2 separate regions of the Rattus norvegicus genome follow, and region 1 is linked to region 2. The links are chromatin contacts, called in public Hi-C maps. All regions are on one chromosome and are shown on one strand. The core of a region is the stretch at or near the end of the contact, and the rest is flanking DNA. Distances in the headings are between cores, read along the strand shown. Region 1 overlaps Nfia (nuclear factor I/A). Region 2 holds the start of Nfia (nuclear factor I/A).

The links. Hi-C and Micro-C count contacts between places; a contact is called where the count stands out from the background.
Region 1: a Hi-C map of liver shows a contact between it and region 2, with 2.3 times the contacts expected there. The contact joins the enhancer-like site here to the promoter of Nfia in region 2. A contact is called at or near these places in 3 of 12 Hi-C or Micro-C datasets (kidney, liver and mammary epithelial cells).

Annotation. Positions count from the first base shown.
Region 1 is chr5:117,622,954-117,629,453 of GRCr8, forward strand. The region is part of intron 2 of Nfia (nuclear factor I/A); the gene reads left to right. Among named protein-coding and RNA genes, the nearest start is that of Nfia, 69 kb to the left of the region's middle. Within about 2 kb of position 1,833, at least 4 of the 93 cell types and tissues checked have an H3K27ac peak or open chromatin away from gene starts, as enhancers often do. A contact at or near this core is called in liver, where this site is marked.
Region 2 is chr5:117,555,932-117,562,177 of GRCr8, forward strand. Nfia (nuclear factor I/A) reads left to right here and starts at 1,349. Exons shown (of 11, transcript NM_012988.2): 1 at 1,349-1,530. The coding sequence starts at 1,504. LOC120103114 (a long non-coding RNA gene) reads right to left here and starts at 4,683. Exons shown (of 3, transcript XR_010066547.1): 1 at 1,988-4,683.

The sequences.
Region 1 (6,500 bases), core at 583-3,082, 68 kb after region 2:
GCTGCCAAGCCTAACGACCCTAGTTCGATGCCCTGGTCCTACGTGGTGGAAGGGAAGAACAGATTCCTTAAAATTTGTTCTCTGACTGCCACACACATGCTATGGCAGACACATAGAACACATACACAATAAATAAATAATAAGTGAATAAATGGAATAATTAATTTAAACTAAAGCAACTTCATTAAGTATCATAACATTTGCAAAAACTGTAAGCCCTGGGGGAACCAGAGCTGGAAAGATCCCGAGAGGTTACCTGGTCCAAACCCCATTTTACAAGTAAGGAACACGCCTTTGGCCAGAAAATAAAAATCAGGTTTGAATAGAGACTAGCCCATAGGATGCCTCTTTAATTTGTGTTCTCACTGGAATCCGTACTCAGTTGCTCTGTTATGGTTTTCTTCCTTTTGCAGGACTTGAATGTATTTATTAGAGACCGTCGAGATGTAGCGCTGGGCATTACTTTTGTGGCCAAAGCTCTGAGGCTATAATGGTTATTAATGGATTCCATTATTTGGGAGAGCGTTTACGGACTACAGATCTCATTGATCCATTGTGCCACGTTTGTATTATCCCAGGTAGTTTAAAATGATATTCTCTTAACCGTTAGCCTAAAACATTGTCCACCGTTGGCAGTTATCCTATCATGAGACCGTCCCTTTTGCCACTGAAAATACATAGTTCTGCTGAAAGGAGCCTTTTGACCGGTCCCCGGTGCCCTGAATGTGTTTAAATCCCTCACTACTGAAATGGGGGGATTACTGCTGCTATCATTGTTCTAAAACAAACTTCCCTTTGGACGATAACAGCAGCGGTAAATCAGATGTTGAAGAAAGTACCAGCTTAACTTCAGTTTGCTTTAAAAGGGTTTCCTCTTTAATTGACAAGTGTCATGTATAATAGAGCACGGTGGCTCACATAGAAAACCTTGTGCTGGGCTGCCTGCTGGGGCCGCAGTTCCTAATGAACATACAAGTGAATACACTGGGGCAAAAAATTAAAGCTCCCCAACCGCGGAGCATTCACCCTGTTCACCATGGTCAGCCTGGTGGTCAGCCACACTGATCCCGCCATGACTTGTCTTGGGCATGTGGCTCGAGCTGCTTTCAGTGCCGGGGTGACTGGAATCTCTCCTGGTAGTGTTTGGAATGACAGACTAGATTCTGATGTCAAGGGAATAGGAAAACAGGATGGCCTTGTAATGTTTCTTTAAAAAAAAAAAATACAACAGACTTTTTGAGATCCATATAGTTGCTTTGCATCACGGTGGTTTTCACGGGCTCTGGGCCACTTGATAAGGTCCCTATGTCCCCCTCACTTTGTTGCGCCTTCTTGCCTTTCTTCTGCCTCCCAAAAGAGAACACAACTGTATTTCACAGGTGATGTTTACAGCCATTCAACACACTTGAATAAGCACTTAGAATAATGTCAATAGAGGAAGGGGAAAGGGCATATTATTATCAAATTAAGTAATGGATGGGCAGTGATATTTTATTTATCAAAGCATGTCTGAGTAGCGCTGGAGAGAATGTACTCTGGTTCTGAAGAGCACAGATTTGAGAGGAATGTTGAGTTTGGAAACGTGGCAGCCTGCAGCCCTGTGTATGGTTTAAATTAAACCTTTTTTTGGAAAGCAGAATAGCTCGAGGCCACATTTAAGGGTAAAGCTACAGCAGAGAGAGCTGGCTGTGGTTTTTCTTTCACTCTGTCAGCGGCCCACTTTCCCTTGTTTTAACACAGAAAAAAAGACTTTGGACTCCTTCAGACCAACCACATAGCCTCTCTGCTGACCACAAAAAGGAAGCTTGGTGTAGAAGCCATAGGATTAATACCCACTGTCTCTTAACCCAGCGGAGTGTGAAACTTTGTAAGAGATTTCTCTGGTCAGGCTGACACTGTGGTTGGACTTTAAACATTTAAATCAAGCACAACTTTGAATTGCATTATGCCACAGCGCTACTCTGGAAATTGTTCCCTGAGATACCGCGTTAAAAGTTATTTACACGAATCCCCAGGTTTCAGAGGAATAAACCGCTAACAGCTTTGCGTATCTCACAGAGAAATAAAAGGAAAATTAAAGATGTGTCTGTGACAGATTAGCTCAGCTGAGGCCGGGGAATCACCAGCCATAAGAGCTGATCTTTCTTAAATGGTGAGACTACAGGCTCATGACAGAAAAGTCTTTTCATCTTTCAGAGATATGGTTAAGAGTGTGGGCTCTGTTAATCACTTACCAGTTTTATTAATTAACCTTATTATTGTTATTATTATTATTATTATTGCGGTGGTGGTGGTGGTGGTGCCCACCAACTGAATTCTGGGCAAGCTTACTAACCCTGAGCAACATCCTTAAGCCCAACCACCTTTCTAGTTTTTCAACTAGGAAAATGTTATTTTTAATAGAAACTCACGTTTCTTTGAAAAATGTTTGCACGGCAGAGAGTTCTACATAATATACTAGTCTGCTCAGATGCTAGAAATAGTTGCCTCTGTGTCTTCAGCATTAATTTTAATGATTGGAATCTTACAACCCTGATTAGCTAATCATTTATTTGCACAAAGCAGTTCCGAAATTGCTCAAAGCAACAAACAGCCTAAAGTCCCATGCATTCGCTTTTGTATTTACTATTCTAACTGCTTTGCATTAATATAGTTTGGAAGAAATACTTGGAATTTATATTTTGTCCAGCTGAATTAATCAGCTTTTCACAAGGGCACCAGATCTGCATTCTGGTTTCTGTTTAGCAGATAATCTAATTGATTTGAAAAGTTGTAGAAAATAAATTCCTATACAAGTTTCAAAGCTTCCAGTAACCATAGAGTTAACCTTTGGTTGGCATGTAGTGAGGTGCTCATTAGAGAAACTGATCTATACAAGACTTCCTGTATGAAGAAGTAAGGCTGTCTCCTTGGCTGGACATCCCAACGCTGTTTAAATACTTTTGTCTGTGAGCTGCCAGTTTATTGTGCTTGTTTGCCCAGGTGTCTTCAGAGCATCTGTTCTGTGCCTGCCTGAACTTACTAGCCACCCGGAAGTAGTTGCCTTGTGTCTGATCTTTCTCATGGTGCTAGAATTAGACTGTAACTAATTGAATGCATTGGTCACTGTCTTGTTTCTTTCCTTTTGTCCCATCTTCCTCTCAGAGGAATCAGTTCATAGGACCCTATAGGCACTAGTCAAGAAAATGACAACTGAGTCACCAAGCCTGGCATTAAAAGTAACCTAACCTAATGATACTTTTAAGGACAAACTATTGTAAGCATTCTTACATGTGCGAATTAACTGCTTATTTAGGTCGTGGTGGGAGCCAAATCAAAGTATGATGTTGAGCAGCAGTCTCAGCAAGTGGGAGAACAGGGGAGAGAAGCAAAGCCTGACCTGGGAGGTCAGGGGCACCCTTTCCAGGCTGGCTTTGGGATCCGGGCTCTGCCAGCTGCAGGCCGATTCCACCGCACACTTCTCGCTAGCTTACTAGCGGTCTGTGCTGCCTGCTCGGCCAACTTGGTGTCTTTGGCTGTGCTTGTAACACACCAGCACCTCAGTTTTCTAATCTCTGTAGTGGGGATGTTGATTATCTCTTTGTCCTGCCAGTCTCAATGGGTTGTTAAGGGGAATAAAACCAGACAAGGAAGATGAAATTCTAAGACGCATGGCAGCCAGGATCTTTGTAGATGAAGACATTTCTCAGATACCTTCTTCCAATCAGCATGAGCTATTCTGTAATGGGAAGTGTCACACTGAGAGGGAGAGAGAGGTTTTGGAATTCCTCTTCCTGACACAGGATTTACACTTTTGGACAAATCATTAGGACCCTCTGGTTCCCTCTTGTCTCATCAGATGTGACCGCAGGTAGCAGTTCTCACAATGTCCTGGCAAAAGCAGTTCAGCTCTGGCATTTGGAAGTTATCTGTAGACGCAAGTTCCGAGCCCCTTCCTGGGTATGGAAGGGCAACGGAAAGTAGGTGAGGCCCAGCGCTCTGCTTTGTAAGGAGAGTTTGCGGGATTTTTAATGCAGCTATATTTCCAGAATCATGCTGCAGTGCCATCGGACTTCGAAATAGGATAGTTAAGCCTTGTTCCTGATGCTTCACCAGGGTCGTGCCTAGTTACACCATCTATAGACTCTTCCGAGTAGACAAGACTTCAGTAGTGTCGCACAGAGTGCTTGGCAGAGAGAACTGAGTTTGCAGGTGGGAGCAAAGACTTCCTTCTCTGAAAATTGTCACTATTCTTGGCCCATATTTCTGGTGTGTCTTAGCTTTGGGGCTGTCTCAGTGGCCCACACACGTGACTGTCCAGATGGAGGAGGTTCTCCACCATCTTCCTCATCAACCCCCCGTTTCCTGTCGGCTGCACCAGCTCCCATTCCTTGGAGTTTTCAAATGCTTTCACAGACTCTCATAATGAGGGCTGAGAAAGGAAAACGCATGTTTTCCCTTCTCAAATACACCTCACAAGTCACAATTTTGTTGTTACGTTCATAAATTGTGTGTGTGTGTGTGTGTGTGTGTGTGTGTGTGTGTGTGTGTGTGTGCAGGGCCAGTCTCTGCTTGTCTGATTAAATTTAATAAAGTACAAGCACTTAAGTCCATTGTCTTCATGCACAGAGCAGACCCGTAAGTCTACAGTCTGTTCTAGATAGAACTCTGAATTTCTATACCAGGGTAGCAGACATCCAGAGCAGACAATACCTCAGAGTGGGAAGTAGATGCATATGAGATGTGTTAGTTGGTAGTTGATGGCAAGGGGGCTTGAACACACTGTGAGACCAGCTGAGGTTCGATCATAGTGTGAGAATCCATAGATAGATAGATAGATAGATAGATAGATAGATAGATAGATAGATAGATAGGTAGATAGATAGATAGATGATAGATAGATGATAGCTGATAAATAGATAGATGATAGATCATAGATAAGATCATAGATAGATAGACAGATAGATAGATAGATTACATATTTGTGTATATTTGTATATATTTTGTGCACAGATCCTATAGATAGATAGATGATAGATGATAGATAGATCATAGATCATAGATAAGATCATAGATAGATAGATAGGTTACATATTTGTGTATATTTGTATATATTTTGTGCACAGATCCTATAGATAGATAGATGATAGATAGATAGATGATAGATGATAGATAGATGATAGATCATAGATAAGATCATAGATAGATAGATAGGTTACATATTTGTGTATATTTGTATATATTTTGTGCACAGATCCTATAGATAGATAGATGATAGATAGATGATAGATCATAGATAAGATCATAGATAGATGATATATAGGCTACATAGTTGTGCATATTTGAATATATTTTGTGCACAGATCCTATACACTTAGATTCCTAAATACTTTCTGTGCTCGCTGCACTGGGATACTTTGACACTATTTTGTGTTCTTAGTGATCTGGCAGGAAAAAAGATTAAGTCATGTTGCTGCATGTAAGACTATTAGTAACAAATTACAGATTTCTCTCCGAAAGGGGTGCGTATAAAAACAAGTCATTAAAGTGGCAAATGTAAGCAGCTTTGCAAATTTATAGTCATAGAGATCTGCATTTGCTAAAACCCTTATAAAAGATTGTATCCAGCTTTTCAAATCATCTGTAAACAGGACTATCTTCTCCAGAACCAAGTTCATGGAGGATTGTGTATGTTACAGAGACGTAGAGGTGCTGGATGTCTGTAAGTTTCGGGCTTCCTGCTTTTTTCTCCCAGAGGAGGCCCAGTTAGAAGGAAAGTGGCCGGAGCAAGCTCTCTGGAAGCCTTGTTCTATGCAGCCTCTGACACACGCGTGTCGGGAGCCTGAGGTTTGCTTCTGGAGTAAACGGAGGACTCCAGGGTGCCAGACCACATTTCCTGGAACTAGACCTGGAACAGTCTGTGAGGACAGTCCGGAAATCTGCCAGGAAAATTTGGGTGGTTCAACTCTCCATGGTTTCCAAATGTGAAGAGTTGGTCTAGGTGTTCTGAAATCTTCTGTGGCCACCCAGGTGGGATGGCTGCATCCCTACTGTTCTGGGAAGTAATCCAGCACAGGTCCCAAAGACACTGTCCTGTGCAAGCCCAGGGTGTCACAGGACATGATGGTGGAAAGTTAGTCAGTTCCTGTCTCCTTATCCACTGCAAGGAAAAACAGCACTTTCAGTCGGACCCCGTTGAGGGTGGACCCTCTTGTTAGCCAGTATTAGGTGTCTGCAGTGTCTGCAGCTGCAGCGGAATAGGGCAGCCGTTCTCAATCGCACCCCCTCCCCCGACACAATCCATAACTCTCTTAACCTTTAGTATATTTTTGCCTGATGCCTAGTGTTTGCAAATGGAAGATGGCTGAAGAAAAACAGAGTGAAAGTTTATATAAAATATTTATACCCTAAAGATCTTTTATCTAGTGTCATTCAAAAGCTAGAGAAGTGAAAGATGTATTGCGAGCACATTATCAAGAGTACATTATAAATTTAAATCTCAGATTGAATAATACCAGCTG
Region 2 (6,246 bases), core at 99-2,598:
GAAGGAAGGAAGGAAGGAAAGAAGAAAAAGCTGGAAGAACAGGCTTGTTGGCAACGTGCCAAACCCTAAAACCGCCCCCCCTCGCCAAAACAATACTTTTAGCAAACCTAAAATAATTGCAGGAAGCTCTTTTCCATCTTGAGAACTCTTACCTGGGGGAGGGAAAAGTGGGGATCCAAACAAGGTACCCTTCTAGCGTGTGTCTGGGGAACAGGGGACTCAAATGTTAGCCCATGTCTAGTCCTGGGCTCCCATTTGGGGATACAAACATATCCCTTTTCTAAGGGGGTAACTCTTTCACGGTTTTCCTTCTCAGTTATACAGAAAAAATGTCCCAGCTAAACCACTGTTGTTTCTGACGTGACAGAACTTTTTTGGGCGTTTGTGTTCAAACCCACCAGCTCCTGAGTTCTGGAAGAGAAGAGCGGTCGCTCACGACTCTCCGCCTTCCTTTTTCCAGATTCCCCCCCCCCCCCGCAATCTGGGGACGCTTTGGGGTGATCTTACTAGTCCCCCGCACCCAGATTCTGACTGCTATGGGGCCGTAGCTGTAAAGTTAGTAGGCTTTTGTGCATATTACCTCTGCGGACGACACTATTCCCACAGAAAGCTTCGCAGGAGAGATTACAATGCTTTGAGCTTTACCGCATTTCAGAGGAAGGGGGGAAAAGTTACCTAGAAGGTCTGATTTTTACAAGAAATTTGCATACATGCAAATGTACCGCGCGCCCTTCTCTGAGGTTCCTAGGGAGCCCACCCGGCGGCCCACGGGGGTGCGGGGCGCCCGGACAAAGTTGCCCCAATCGTCTACCGACGTCCGCGGAGGGCTGCGGCGCGGGTGGGGGGATGGGGAGGAGGAAAAGTAGTTTTGTTTGCTTAAGCACATCCTGTGGCAGCCTATAGCCGCCCGGAGGACACGCTGAAAACCGCTCCGCGCCGCGTTCCCGGGACCGCGCCGAGCGGGGCGGGGGCGGGGGCCGCGGGAGGCAGCGAGCGCGGAGCAAGCGGCGGGCGGGCGGCCGTGCAGACTGGGGACCGGTGTCAGCGCCGCAGCCGCCCCTCCCCCACCCGGCTCCCCCCACCCCACCCCACCCCATCCCCCCCACCCCCACCCCCCCGCGGCGGCGGCGCGAGCGGGCGGCGGCCGTGCGGTGCGGTGCAGAACGCGGCGCAGGCGGGCGCGCGGGCAGCTCGCGGGCACCCGGCCGGCCGGCGCGGGAGCGGGAAAGGGTGCGCTATGCCTTTAACGCCCGCGTACAGTAGACAGTATAGTGGAGTGTAGGGAAACTCTAGGCGGGGTTAAAGTTCAGCGCGTGGAGCGGCAAGAGCGCTGGCTGCTGCAGTTGAGCCGAGTTGGAAATGTGAACGCAAGAAGCAGGCTTGATTTTTTTTTCCTCCCCCCTCTCCTAGCTCTCTCCTCCTCTCTCTCCCTCTCGCACCCACACTCACGCACACCTCCAGCCCGCACACAGACGTGCACGCACCCCCCGCCGCCCGGCAGTTATGTATTCTCCGCTCTGTCTCACCCAGGTAAGCAGCTGCGGGGGCGCGGGGCGGCCGTGTGCCTCGGCGGGAGTCGTGTCTGCGCGTGTTTCTGTGTGTGCGCGCGCGTGTGCGGGGGGGTGGGGGGCTGCAGCTTTAAGAAAGTAACTTTGTTTCCATGCGGGTGCATTCCTCCGGCTCGGCCATTTGTGTGGGCACATGGCTAATGGCGCCCTCTTATTAATGCGTTAATTAATATCGGGGCGCCGGACTGCGGAGCGCCGGGTCTTGCGGGAGCCCCGCACGTGTGTCCGCCGCTGCAGCCCCTGACACGCTGCAATCTGGACTCGGTGTCTGCGGCGCGGAGCGCGGTGCCCGCGATTCCTCCGCTCCAGGGAGGGGCGGCTGAGCCCCGCAAACCCCGCACGCCGGCTGCACCCTGGCGCTCTGGCTGCCAGTGTCCTCCCGCGCCGCCGCGCCCCCCGCCGACGCCCCGAACTCTTACTTTTGTTTTGTGCCAGCTTTGCGGGCCGGCCCGGGCAGCGCCCCTCGGACGCGGCGGGCGGTGCGAGCCTTCGCCCGTGGGCTGCGTAGACTCACGCCCGGCGCCGGCCCAGGACCTTGTTGTCCCTCGCCTCCAGCCCGCGACCCCCAGGCGAAAGTTTAAGGATCCGGCGAGCCCACGCCGCGCAGGCCAGAGAGCCGCCGAGGCCGCGGGTCGGGCCGGGCTGGGCCGCTGCGGGCGGAGTGGGGCTCCGGCTCGAGGGCGAGCGGCGGCCAGGGCCGGAGTCGGCTGCTCCGCCGCCGCCGCCGCCTAGGCAAGCCCCAGGCGGCTCAGCAAGCAGGACCCGGCAACTTTCCGTGCAGCCCCACTCGCAGCGTGGGGCCTGGCGCCCCTCCGCCTGCCCCTCTTGCCCGAGCCTCCCAGCCCATCCCTCCCGGTCTAGTCTGCACCAGCAGTAAGGAAACACTGCTATTTTGCGGCTCCGGATCTAGTCCCGTTTGAATATATTATTTATTTTCTCTGACTAAAAGGCATAAAGTCAGAGTGATTTGCGCTAATTTTTTCTCTTTAAGCACGAGTCTTTATATGGGTTTAAACCATTGCACCCTGACCAGCAGTCACCTACATGAAGTTATATGCTTCTTCACGACTCCCTCAAAACCCTGCTACCACTGTGCCTTCAATGAGCTGGAGTAACGGTTTACCGGGAATACTTTGGAAGGCTGGACGTATCAGTAGCTTTTCCTCTCCACTGTAGATTCGGATTTATTTCCCATATGACTTCCCTTCTTACTGCAGTATCTAACAGTAATAACACTGGCTATTTGATCTCAGAAGACTCTTAAATGCATCTTTTATGTGGAGATGGTCTGTTTGGGATTTAGGCCTCACATTAATAATGGATAGCAGTTGTTTTAGTTATTGTAAAAGTCCACCCCTCCCCGCAACTTCCAAAGTTACTATTTTAGTAACTTGTGGAAGAATGGAATGAAACTTCTCCAACCACTTCTGGCAAGGTTCACAATTGCATATGGATAAGATGCAAAGTGTAAGATAATTTGAATGAATTATAGTCTGCAGTGAAAGTGCTGAGATTCGAAGGGTGAAATTCTAGCTGGCAAAAGTTTGCAACACATAGGACTTGTAGGTAATACCAGCATGCTGCAATGGCGAGAAAGACCCTCATGGATACAGCGTTGTCTTCTTGAGCGAGATTTGAAAAGATCAAAGTTCTGGTCTGGGGTTGTGTATTTCAGGAGCATACCTGCGAATCCATGCAGGCCTCGGGCACAGTCAGGGACTTAACAAGGTTAGCTTCTCTTGAGTTATTATCACATTAAGAAAGTTTTTTTTTTCTTCCCTTCTCTTTTCTCCCTCCTACACACTTGGCAGCTTTGATTGACGCATTCGCTGGGCCTTCACACCACTAAGAGAACCGCTTATTTGGTGTAGCAGTTTGTGAAGAAAAACGTACAATAAACAGGGAATAAAGGCTCGTGTGTTTTATGAGAGGGTCTTTAAAAGCTGATTTACAATTTATTTAACTTTCTGGAATATTTATAATATGTTAGAGCCAGTTTCAGAAAGAAAAACGTGGACCGTTTATTGCTCGTTTAAAAAAAAAAAAAGATCCAGTAAGCATGGTGACCAATGTGCTCTGAGAGTAAACTCAGCTTGCTTGTGTGCACTTTGAAGGGGCTTTACCTTGAGAATGCCAGGCCTCTTCTTATGACTGAGGATGGGCATATCACAACCAACTCAGGGACCTGCCTAAATACTGACAGTTCAGCAGAAATTTATGAGTAAACCTTAAAAAAAAAAAGTAGTTTCCAGCACTACCACTATTCTGTGGCTCTTAAACTTGGCCTGTTTTCAAACAGATCCACATTTTCGATGCTGGTTCATAGTAACGCGGCTTTGAAGCAGGTCCACAGGTTTATTTTTCCTGGTGATCTGTAACATTCTCATCAACTATGTCTGTAAAATATTACTTTTTCTCTTCAATATTTTTTGGAAATAATGCTCAGTTTATGGCGTTTTGTTCAGCAACATGATCCATGAGGACATACCCTCCACTACCCGCCCCCTGGATCATTTATGCTTTCCTCGGACATTTCCTGTAATTTTTTTCTTTTCTTTTCTTTTTTTTCTTTTTTGAAAAGTTTGGATGTTTGGGGAGATATTTCTGTCAATAGGTTGACTAAGTATAATGGTCATGTGAGTAAAGTTATATAAAATGCTGTGTACTTTTATTTGCATCCTAGAGACCTTTTGGGGGAATAATTTATTGTAAATACCTCTGATGCAAAGCTGGGGACACAGACTGTCCATGATGACCAGCTGACCTTATTTTCAGTTTATTTATTCTTTTTATGAAGTGATATTATGGACATTGGTTGGCAGGTGAACGCAATGCTTCCGAGCGTGAACTGCTGCAGTTTGCAGCTTTTAAGAAGTATTTTGGGAGGATCTTTGGGCTCATAGACACAAGTTGTTATTTAACCTGTTTATCGTCATTAATAAGGTAAAGCCTTGGCACGGATATGTTATATTTCGAGCTACGTGCATTATAGAATGGAGCTGAGTCTTCAAAATGAAAGCCTCCTTTTGGAGAAAGCTCACTGTGCAGCTTGAGGTCGACTTCAGGGATTCTTTTCATAATGCCACAGAGCCTTGGTCTCCAGGCTACCCTGTATACATCTGGATGTCAGTCAGTATGAAATACGTAAAGTTTAAGTGTTTTAGAACATTTCAAGGATGAGCTCAGAATGTAGTAATGTTTAATGCTTTGTGGCTTGGCGTGCACCTTAGCGGATAAACTGCGACTTTTCTTCCAAAGGAATAAAGATTCTCAAACACCACACAGCTTGAAAATGCTAATGGTTTATGGTAAAGAATAATATCATTCTTGTATTTTGTTCTTTTTTCCCCCCTAACTTGAAAATGCACATGTGTTAACCAAAGCTCACTACTTCTTTTTTGATCCTTATTTTGTAAAAGACCAAGTTTCAAAAATGAACTTGAGCCATGGAGCCTAAAATTTGTGCAGAAAGAGGGAAAAGCCAAATATTATAACAATTAAATACTCATTATACTATTAGACACTTACTCTAAAGAACCTTGATATATGTAATGTTTACATTCTTATTTAAAAATTGTAAAAAAAATTAACAGATTTAACCATTAAAATATATTACCTTCAGTTTGCATTTGAATATTTAAAATTTTAATAATATTTTTAGTAGTAATACTGCCCGTAGTATTACAGTTTCTTGTATCTCAATGATGTATATATGCAGATTGCTATAACAAACATAAAAAAGAATATATTTTATATTTGTCCACCTTAACTCTTCTTAAGAAGTCACCAAATGTTCCTCTAGTTTCCTTATCTTCCTTTATTTGAAAGTAAATAATTTATCTCCAGAGGCATTTGTGGCAGAGAGCCGTTATATAAAATTGGTGTGGTCTGGTTAGTCAAGAGTTGGGTGTTCTCTCTGAGCATGTGTGGATGTTACTGTTTAACTTTATTTATTTTTTTTAAATTTTTATACTTGAATTTTCTAACCAGTATCAACATAAGAGTCACATGCTTTTTAAGAGAACCCGGTAGCAAAATTCAAATGCTTTAAATTCAATTTTTCTCTTCAAATTATCCGACTTTTAAAGAGCTTGGTAAAGGTTTTCTTTGAGTCTCCGGTTTGCTGATGGGGAAAAGCTGAACTATTATTTTTAAAAACGAGGTGATGTTTTTGGTAGGGCTGGTTGCCTTGGAGGCCATTCCACAGTCCTATCAGCACACTAAATGTGTCCAGTTGCAAGAGTGCTGTCACGGTGAGACACCCTGTTCACTCTCGGGCATGGGGTTCTGCTTTGTTTGGTGTTCCCCCCTTTTTGTTCTCTTCCTATAGTTCAGTTACGATTTCTTGGGCATAGATCTTTTAGCCCAACGAATACCAAATCTTCCCTTCTTTTTCTGTAGAGACCTGACACATTTTTTTTCTATTTTTTTTTTTTTTTGGTAAATTATCTGTAACTATGACATTGAGCAGCATAATTAAGATATTACTAAAATACATGAGAGGCAGACGAGAGTCTACATGGATTCTTCCGAGGGACAGCCTTTGTTTTCATTGACGGTAGAGTTGGGTCTTACTCCTAGACTTCCATAAACATTGACTGGCACCCGAGTGTTTAGGATTTGCCAATCTGGCGGCCAGGCCCTGGCTGTACTACAAATGGTGAGGTCAAGGCTGGGA